2 separate regions of the Mus musculus genome follow, and region 1 is linked to region 2. The links are chromatin contacts, called in public Hi-C maps. All regions are on one chromosome and are shown on one strand. The core of a region is the stretch at or near the end of the contact, and the rest is flanking DNA. Distances in the headings are between cores, read along the strand shown.

Evidence for each region. Hi-C and Micro-C count contacts between places; a contact is called where the count stands out from the background.
Region 1: a contact with region 2 is called in a Hi-C map of the MNK3 cell line, with 5 times the contacts expected there. The contact joins two enhancer-like sites. A contact is called at or near these places in 1 of 484 Hi-C or Micro-C datasets (the MNK3 cell line), 1 of 115 datasets of contacts at active chromatin or transcription factors (effector CD8 T cells) and 3 of 9 other capture datasets (adipose tissue, embryonic stem cells and liver).

Annotation. Positions count from the first base shown.
Region 1 is chr11:106,686,389-106,690,206 of GRCm38.p6, forward strand. It overlaps Pecam1 (platelet/endothelial cell adhesion molecule 1), which reads right to left. Exons shown (of 16, transcript NM_001305157.1): 7 at 2,388-2,663. Among named protein-coding and RNA genes, the nearest start is that of Pecam1, 27 kb to the right of the region's middle. Within about 2 kb of position 2,158, at least 45 of the 459 cell types and tissues checked have an H3K27ac peak or open chromatin away from gene starts, as enhancers often do. A contact at or near this core is called in the MNK3 cell line, where this site is marked.
Region 2 is chr11:106,414,729-106,418,284 of GRCm38.p6, forward strand. The region is part of intron 10 of Ern1 (endoplasmic reticulum (ER) to nucleus signalling 1); the gene reads right to left. Among named protein-coding and RNA genes, the nearest start is that of Icam2, 34 kb to the left of the region's middle. Within about 2 kb of position 1,728, at least 33 of the 459 cell types and tissues checked have an H3K27ac peak or open chromatin away from gene starts, as enhancers often do. A contact at or near this core is called in the MNK3 cell line, where this site is marked.

The DNA.
Region 1 (3,818 bases), core at 908-3,407, 270 kb after region 2:
TCCTAAAGAGAAAATTCAGTGGAGGAAGTTTTAACCATTCTTAACCTGGTTTTCCAGTCTTGGCCTCCAATAGCCTGAATATCACCCGGTCCCTGTTGACCTGGCTTCACTATCTGAGCTGCCTCTGAAGCAGATTCTCCTCCCTTGCTATCTGCCTGCCTTCTTCACTACTTATTTTGGCAATGAAATATGGGTTTGGATTTTCTGAAAAGTTGGTCCTAAGTCTTCCAACTCCACTCTACACACACACACACACACACACACACACACACGTATGTGTGTGTATATATATGTGTGTGTATATACGTGTATCTATCTATCTATCTATCTATCTATATATATATATACACATATATATATATATACATATATACACACACACACACATTGTTTTTTACTTATTTTTTTTACTTATTTATTCTGTGCATGGGTGTGTTAGTGGAACTCCGAGAACAATTTGCAGGAATCTGTCTTTCCACCAAGTAAGGTCCAGGGTATTGAACTCAGGTCATTAGGCTGGGCCATCTCACCAGCCCCTCCATCTTCACTTAGAGACTTTACTTCCACACTCAGCTTTTATTTCTGAGCACTGAAACCTAAACAGAAGTTTCCTGTCCAGACAGCTTCCCGGAACTTCATGGTTTCCTTCCCACCTGGAAGCTCAGAGAGGCAAATCCACTGTGCCCCCACTGTGCCACCTTCCCTCAGCAACATTCCTAACCATTCAAATTCTGGTCCTATGTCACCATTCCAGGCCACCTTCCCTACTAGTGACACACAGACACATGTCACCTCTCTGAGCACAAAGGGCGTATGATCTTGAAGGAAGCTGAGCATCAGGCCTGGGATGGCAGTGGTCCCACACAGGGGCAGACAGCCTGAGCACACTGCTAGACCTGACAGTCTCTCCCCCCGGGAAGTACAAGAGGCTAGTGGTGAGTTGGTCTCAGGAGCCACACTGCCTGGGTTCAAATCCCAGTCCTACCTATCGTGCCTTAGCTCTAAGTCTTAGTGAGTTCACTTATGAGTCTCATGTGCTATTTTAAATATTACTAGGGATAATTTACCACAGTGCTTCACCCAGGGCTGGGCACATGGGAAGGGCTCAGTAAATGCTCGTCACTAGCACTGACCCAATTTCAACTCGGGTTTCCTCTTCCTCTTCTTCTGTGGTCTTTTTGAGACAAGTTTTCTCTGTGTCGTGGCCGCCCTGGAACTTACTTTATAGACCAGTCTGGCCTCGAACTCAGAGATCCACCTGCATCTGCCTCCCGAGTGTTGGGATTAAAGGAGTACGCCACCACCGCCTGGACGAATTTATTATTAATTAACATCTGGAGATCTGAAGTCTTCACTCTTCAACAACAGCCTGAATGCATAACAACCATGTCCATATTATGCCCCTCCTCAGACCAGTTCTTATTATGCCCCACCTCCCTCCCTTGTCCTCTGAGACTTGGGTCTTATGTGACCTTGGGTGGCCTTGATCTCACTATGTAGATAAGGATAACCTGATCTGCCTGCCTCTGCTTACTAAGTGCCAGGATTACAGGCTTGTTGGACCACTTACCCTGTACCAGTAGCCAACTCTCGCCCACACCAGCACAGGTACACAGTATACAATTATAAACTGCATGTTAATGATGCATTTTTATGTACATTAGTGTATGGCCTGCATGTACGTCTGTGTGAGGGCATCAGATCTCTAGGAACATTTGTGAGCTGTCACGTGGATGCTGAAAATTGAACCCAGGATCTCTGAAACAGTAGCTAATGTTCTTAACCACAGAGCCATCTCTCCAGCACCTATAAACTGCCTGTTGACGACACAGAGCTGCTAAACAAAAGCTGCTGAAGGACAGAGGAGAAGGCACATTGGGAGTCTTATAAGCAGTGGGGGCAGCGACACTGCAACAAGCCACCCAAAGGCACAAGTCAGATGCTCGAGGAAAAGATATCCAACCCCAAGACCATGGTGAGAATCCCAGGCTAATGTCAGCTATTTCCATGAGCCCATGGTCTGCAGCAAGGCCTGTGGCAGGTTTCATGTGTGACACAGATGTTCCACTAAGACCACTAGCAAGGAAAGAGTTCTAAGCCCGCAGTTCTTGAGGGCAGCTCTCTCTTCATCTGAAAAGCACCCCGCCCCCTCAAACCACGGAAGCCCAACTACATAATACCAGCAGTCAACTGTCACTTGGAAGGTCAAAAAGGGTTACAACGGCCACATCAAGAAACCCCGGATATTGCTCAGACCCACCATCTGGGGCTTGGTCTTTGATACATATCTGCTATGGGTTGCACAGGCAGCATCCTTGTGATGGCCACAGTCCCTAGCCTTGCTAGCCTTGAGCCCTACCTTTGCTTCACAGAAGACAGCTGCTTACCTATCACCCTGACCCTCAGGATCTCGCTGAACACCGCGGGGTGGGAATGGCAATTATCCGCTCTGCACTGGTATTCCATGTCTCTGGTGGGCTTATCTGTGAATGTTGCTGGGTCATTGGAGGTCACCTCGAGAGTCTGGAAGTCACTCTTTGCTTTCATAAGGTGGTAAGTGATGGGTGCAGTTCCATTTTCGGACTGGCAGCTGATGCCTATGGCATGTCCTTTTATGATCTCAGACTTGGCATCATGAAAAATACTGGGCTTCGAGAGCATTTCTACAACAACAGGGGAAATCCAAATAAAACACAAGGAACAACCCAGCCGGGAACCTTCCTTCTGAAAACTCTGAGCTTGGCTTTCCCAATCGAGATCATGATTTCCAATGCCTACCTGCCTGCCTGCCTTATCCATCTTAAGGGGCTCCTATAGGGCTGTGGCCTGTCCAGGCAATGCTTGTCTATACGTGTGTGTGCATGAGTGTGTGTGTGTGTGTGTGTGTGCATGAGTGTGTGTGCGTGTGTGTGCAATATACAAGGGAGAAAATGAACTGCTGTAGATAGATGGGGATGTAGCCCAGTGGTAGAGCACTTGCCTAGCATGTGTAAAGTCTTGAGTTCAATTCCCAGCACTAAGAAAGTGGAGACAGGAAGAACTTTATGAGTTTGAGGCCAGGCTACATAGTGAGACACTGTGTCAGAACAGCAAATATATATATATTTATATATTTTATAAATATAAATATATAAATAAATTTATATATATATAAATATAAATTTTATATATATATAAAATCTAATTTTGTTGGGTTTGTTTTGTTTTTGATTTATTAATCATTCCTGTTGTTTATGGTTTGGGGTTTTTTTTAGACAAGGCTTCTTTGTATAACCCTAGACGTCCTGGAACTAGTTCTGTAGACCAGGCTGGCCTTGAACTCACAAAGATCTGTCTACCTCTACTATCTGAGTATGGGGATTAAAGGAGTATACTATTACAGCCCTGCTTAAAATATCTTTTTTTTTTTTTTTTTTTTTTTTTTTTGGTTTTTTCGAGACAGGGTTTCTCTGTGTAGCCCTGGCTGTCCTGGAACTCACTCTAGACCAGGCTGGCCTCGAACTCAGAAATCCGCCTGCCTCTGCCTCCCAAGTGCTGGGATTAAAGGCGTGCGCCACCACTGCCCTGCTAAAATATCTATTTTTATAAGCAAAATAATGATATAATATCTGGGTGTAGTGGAACACACCTGTAGGTCCATACCTGGGAGGGCAGGCGGTAAAACTGCAAATTTGAGGCTAGCTTGAGCTCCATAGTATAATGTTGTCCTGTCTCAAAAGGAGGAAGTCAGGGGGAGGGTGGGGAAAGGAAGATAATGGAGGGAGACAGGAGGTGGAAGATCCAGGGATGGTGGTACATGCCTGCCTGTAGGTCTACCA
Region 2 (3,556 bases), core at 478-2,977:
GGGAGTTCCAGGACAGCCAGAGCTACATAGTGCAACCCTGTCTCGAAACAAACAAATACCTCAAAAACACTCCCTGTCCCCCAGTAGAAATGTTAGGGCTGGGGAGACAGTTCAGTCAGTAAAGTGCTTGTGAAAGCAGGAGGACCCTGCTCAATCCCCAGAACCCATATGAGAAAAGCCGGTCAAGTGTGTGTAATCCAGTGGGGAGATGGAAACAGGGTGAGCTCTGGAACTTGTCCCATAGCTAGCCTAACCTAATCACTGAATACCGATGAGAGACTTTTTCAAAAAGCAACAGAGGAATGACAACTGAAGGTGTCCTCTAGTCTCCACACAAATGCAAACATACACCTGCACACACATGTGAAATACAAGTTTTAAAATAAAACAAGATTTATTAATTGACAGCAGAATGCAGTCTTCTGCTTTTTAAAAATAGTTTACTCTTCTTATTATTAATTACATGCCAGTGTGTGGGTATGTGCAGTGCTCAAGATAGGTGACAGATTCCCCCTGGAGCTGGAATTACAGGTGGTTGTAAGCCACTTAACATGGGTGCTGGAACCAAACTTGGGTGCTGGAACCAAACTTGGGTCCTATGCAAAAGCAGTTTGTGCTCTTAACCATTGAGCCACTTCTCTGGCCCAGTATTCTGTTTTGTTTTGTTTTTTGTTTTTTTGTTTTTTTAAATTTTGAATTTTGACCACAATTTAAACATGATTTCACAATTCCTTGATCTCATCAGCTTCCTAAGGTCCAAGTTACCATTTATATGTGTGTCTTTTTTTTAATTAAGAGTCATTTTTTAAAGATTTATTTATTATATGTAAGTACACTGTAGCTGTCTTCAGACACTCCAGAAGAGGGCGTCAGATCTCGTTACAGATGGTTGTGAGCCACCATGTGGTTGCTGGGATTTGAACTCTGGACCTTCGGAAGAGCAGTCGGGTGCTCTTACCCACTGAGTCATCTCACCAGCCCTTGTTTTTGTTTTTTTACAAGTAAAATAACTTGTGAGGGTGCATGTATTCAACTCAGGAAGCAGTGTGATGCTTCAAAGTTCAACAAGTTCTTTCATTGCTTTTTCTAGTAGCATCAGTCTAGTTAGGCTACCGAGGTCCCTTCTGCACATTTCCAGTGTTCAGGCAGAGTTCTAGTCCTTCTCCAAGCTACACCTGAGCTTCCATCTAAGGAGTGGTGAGTAGCTGAGAGAATGAGAGAAGTAGGTGCTGGCTGGACAGGAAGAGTGGTGCCCACTCACTTGCTGCTGTCCTGTACATACTAGTTCATGACCGCCTGACATTCAGCACACTTCCATTCCATTGTCTATGTGTGCAATAAAAGAAACCGGGCTTGAAAAGCCCCAGCAGTTTCCCTTCTTTCTGTTCTGATCACTGGATGAGCTCTTAGCTTGATTCAGGCCTTTTCCTCTGTACTGTTCTTCTTTGTGGCTGTGTGTAGATCACAGGTTAGCCTGAGGTATCTTCCTCAGTTGCTTCTCTATCTTACTATTATTTAAAGAGACAGTCTCTCACTGAAATTGGAGCTGAGTGTTTCAACTAGATTGGCTGGCCAGTGAATCCTGGATCCTCCCGTTTCTGCCTTCCTATACTTAGCTTTTCAGTTTGTTTTTTTTTTGTGACAAGGTTTCTCTGTGTAGCCTGGCTGACCTCAACTCAGTGTGTACCAAGATAAAGCCTGACAGGAACTAGCCAGAGCTTGCACCTCTTGATCTGGAAAGTCCCTCTTTAATCCCTCATCTGACCTCAATCTTACCAGGCTTTTGTCACTTATAGTGTGACATGGTTCGTTCAGGAAAACCTACTTTTGTTCTGAACCATCACAAATTTTCTCATGCATACCATGGCCTGCTGAGGCATGCTTTGCTCTACAAAGGGGCATGCATGCTTTTCTCACATGTGGCTGCCTATGTCAGAATTCTGCGTCAGACTTGGTATCTGAATGTAAGCAACCATGGGTTACCGATGACAACCAACAAAAATGATCAACAGCCAGGAAAATGAAGCTGTCCTTCCATGGGCCACTCTGCATTACAGTGTTCTGTCTACCTCATTCCCTGATGTCCTACTGTGAGAGGACATGTCTGTAAGGCCTACCAATAGACTGCTGGAGATGTCACTGAGTTTCCTTATAAACAGGCTCCCACTGAAGAAGGATGTTCAATAATATCCCACTGTACACGCAGGACCTATCTCTGCTGGTACAGGGCCAGCTTACTGCATTGGGTCACCTTCATGACTATTTGACAAAGCACTAGGGGATGTTGAACACCAGGTCAGGGTCACTGCTGGGGGCAAAAAACAGAACAAACCCCACCTTCTGATTTAATTAGATCCACTTTATTTTCAAGATGAATGTGAAGGTAGACTATCTTGCAGTCTTCCACAAGAACCACAGGGCCTATCTTGACATTAACAGGTATAAACAGTGGCCCTGGTCTATGAGAAGATTGTTATGTATTCCCACTGCCTTATTTTAAGCTGAGCAGTTACAGAGTTCCTCAAAGGGGACCTCAGAATTGTGAGACCCTTACTTAGCTACCCTCTTAGAAGTTTGTTAGGCTTCCTAGTTGTCTTACTCTGACCATTTAAAGGGATTTTAAAGGGATCTCATTTTCCAGTTCTGCCACGGAGACTCCTCTGGCACATTTTCAGTACCTTCATACACATTTCCTTTGTGCTACTTCTTAACCACTGCCAGGCAGTTTATGGACCCTTCATTGGTACATAAAACCGAGTAGCCGTATAATTCTAATGAGCCCTTGCTAGTTAGTGATAACACTATACTATGGCTGTTGCTGTACTTCTATAGCAATGTGTGAAGAGTGAATGTATTAGTCAGTGTTCTCTAAAGATTTAATACACACACACACACACACACACACACACACACACACAGCTATGAAGAAGTAAAAGGCACAAAGAACAGGATCTTTCAAATGGCCTGCCAATAGACTGATCGGAGCTCCAGCACACCCAGTTCCCCTGCAGCACTCTCTTAGGTATTCATATACTGGTCCAGACCCATTGCCTGGCAGGTCCTGCTGCCTTCTGTGCCCACACATACTCTTTTCTCTACCCACATCTACCTAGTCTGCTGGGACTCAGACCACCTCTCACGTTTAGGCTAGGTCATCAGAATTGGTGTGTATTGTTAGTATATATAGGGCACAGGAAGGAAAGATCTGATTTAAGAAAATCCATCCTGCTCTAGTTACTTGGGATATTTGCCAGGGACCCAATCACCCTCACTTCTGCCTTTGTTTGCAATACTCACTGCCTTGGGGTATAATCTCAACCTCTTATCTTTGTAACCAGGCCTTTAATTCACTCCCAGGGTCAAGGATAGTAAGGGCAACAACAATGGGAAGAAGAAAAAAAGATAAGGCCAGGGTGCATCCCAGAGTCAAAGCATGCTTGGCACGCTTAAGGCCCTGGTCTCTGCCTTAGCAAATGGGAGGGAGGAGAGAAGCCAAGTATGTGGGAAACAGGGACTGAATGAATTGGGGGTCACCTGAGTAACATAGTGACATTCT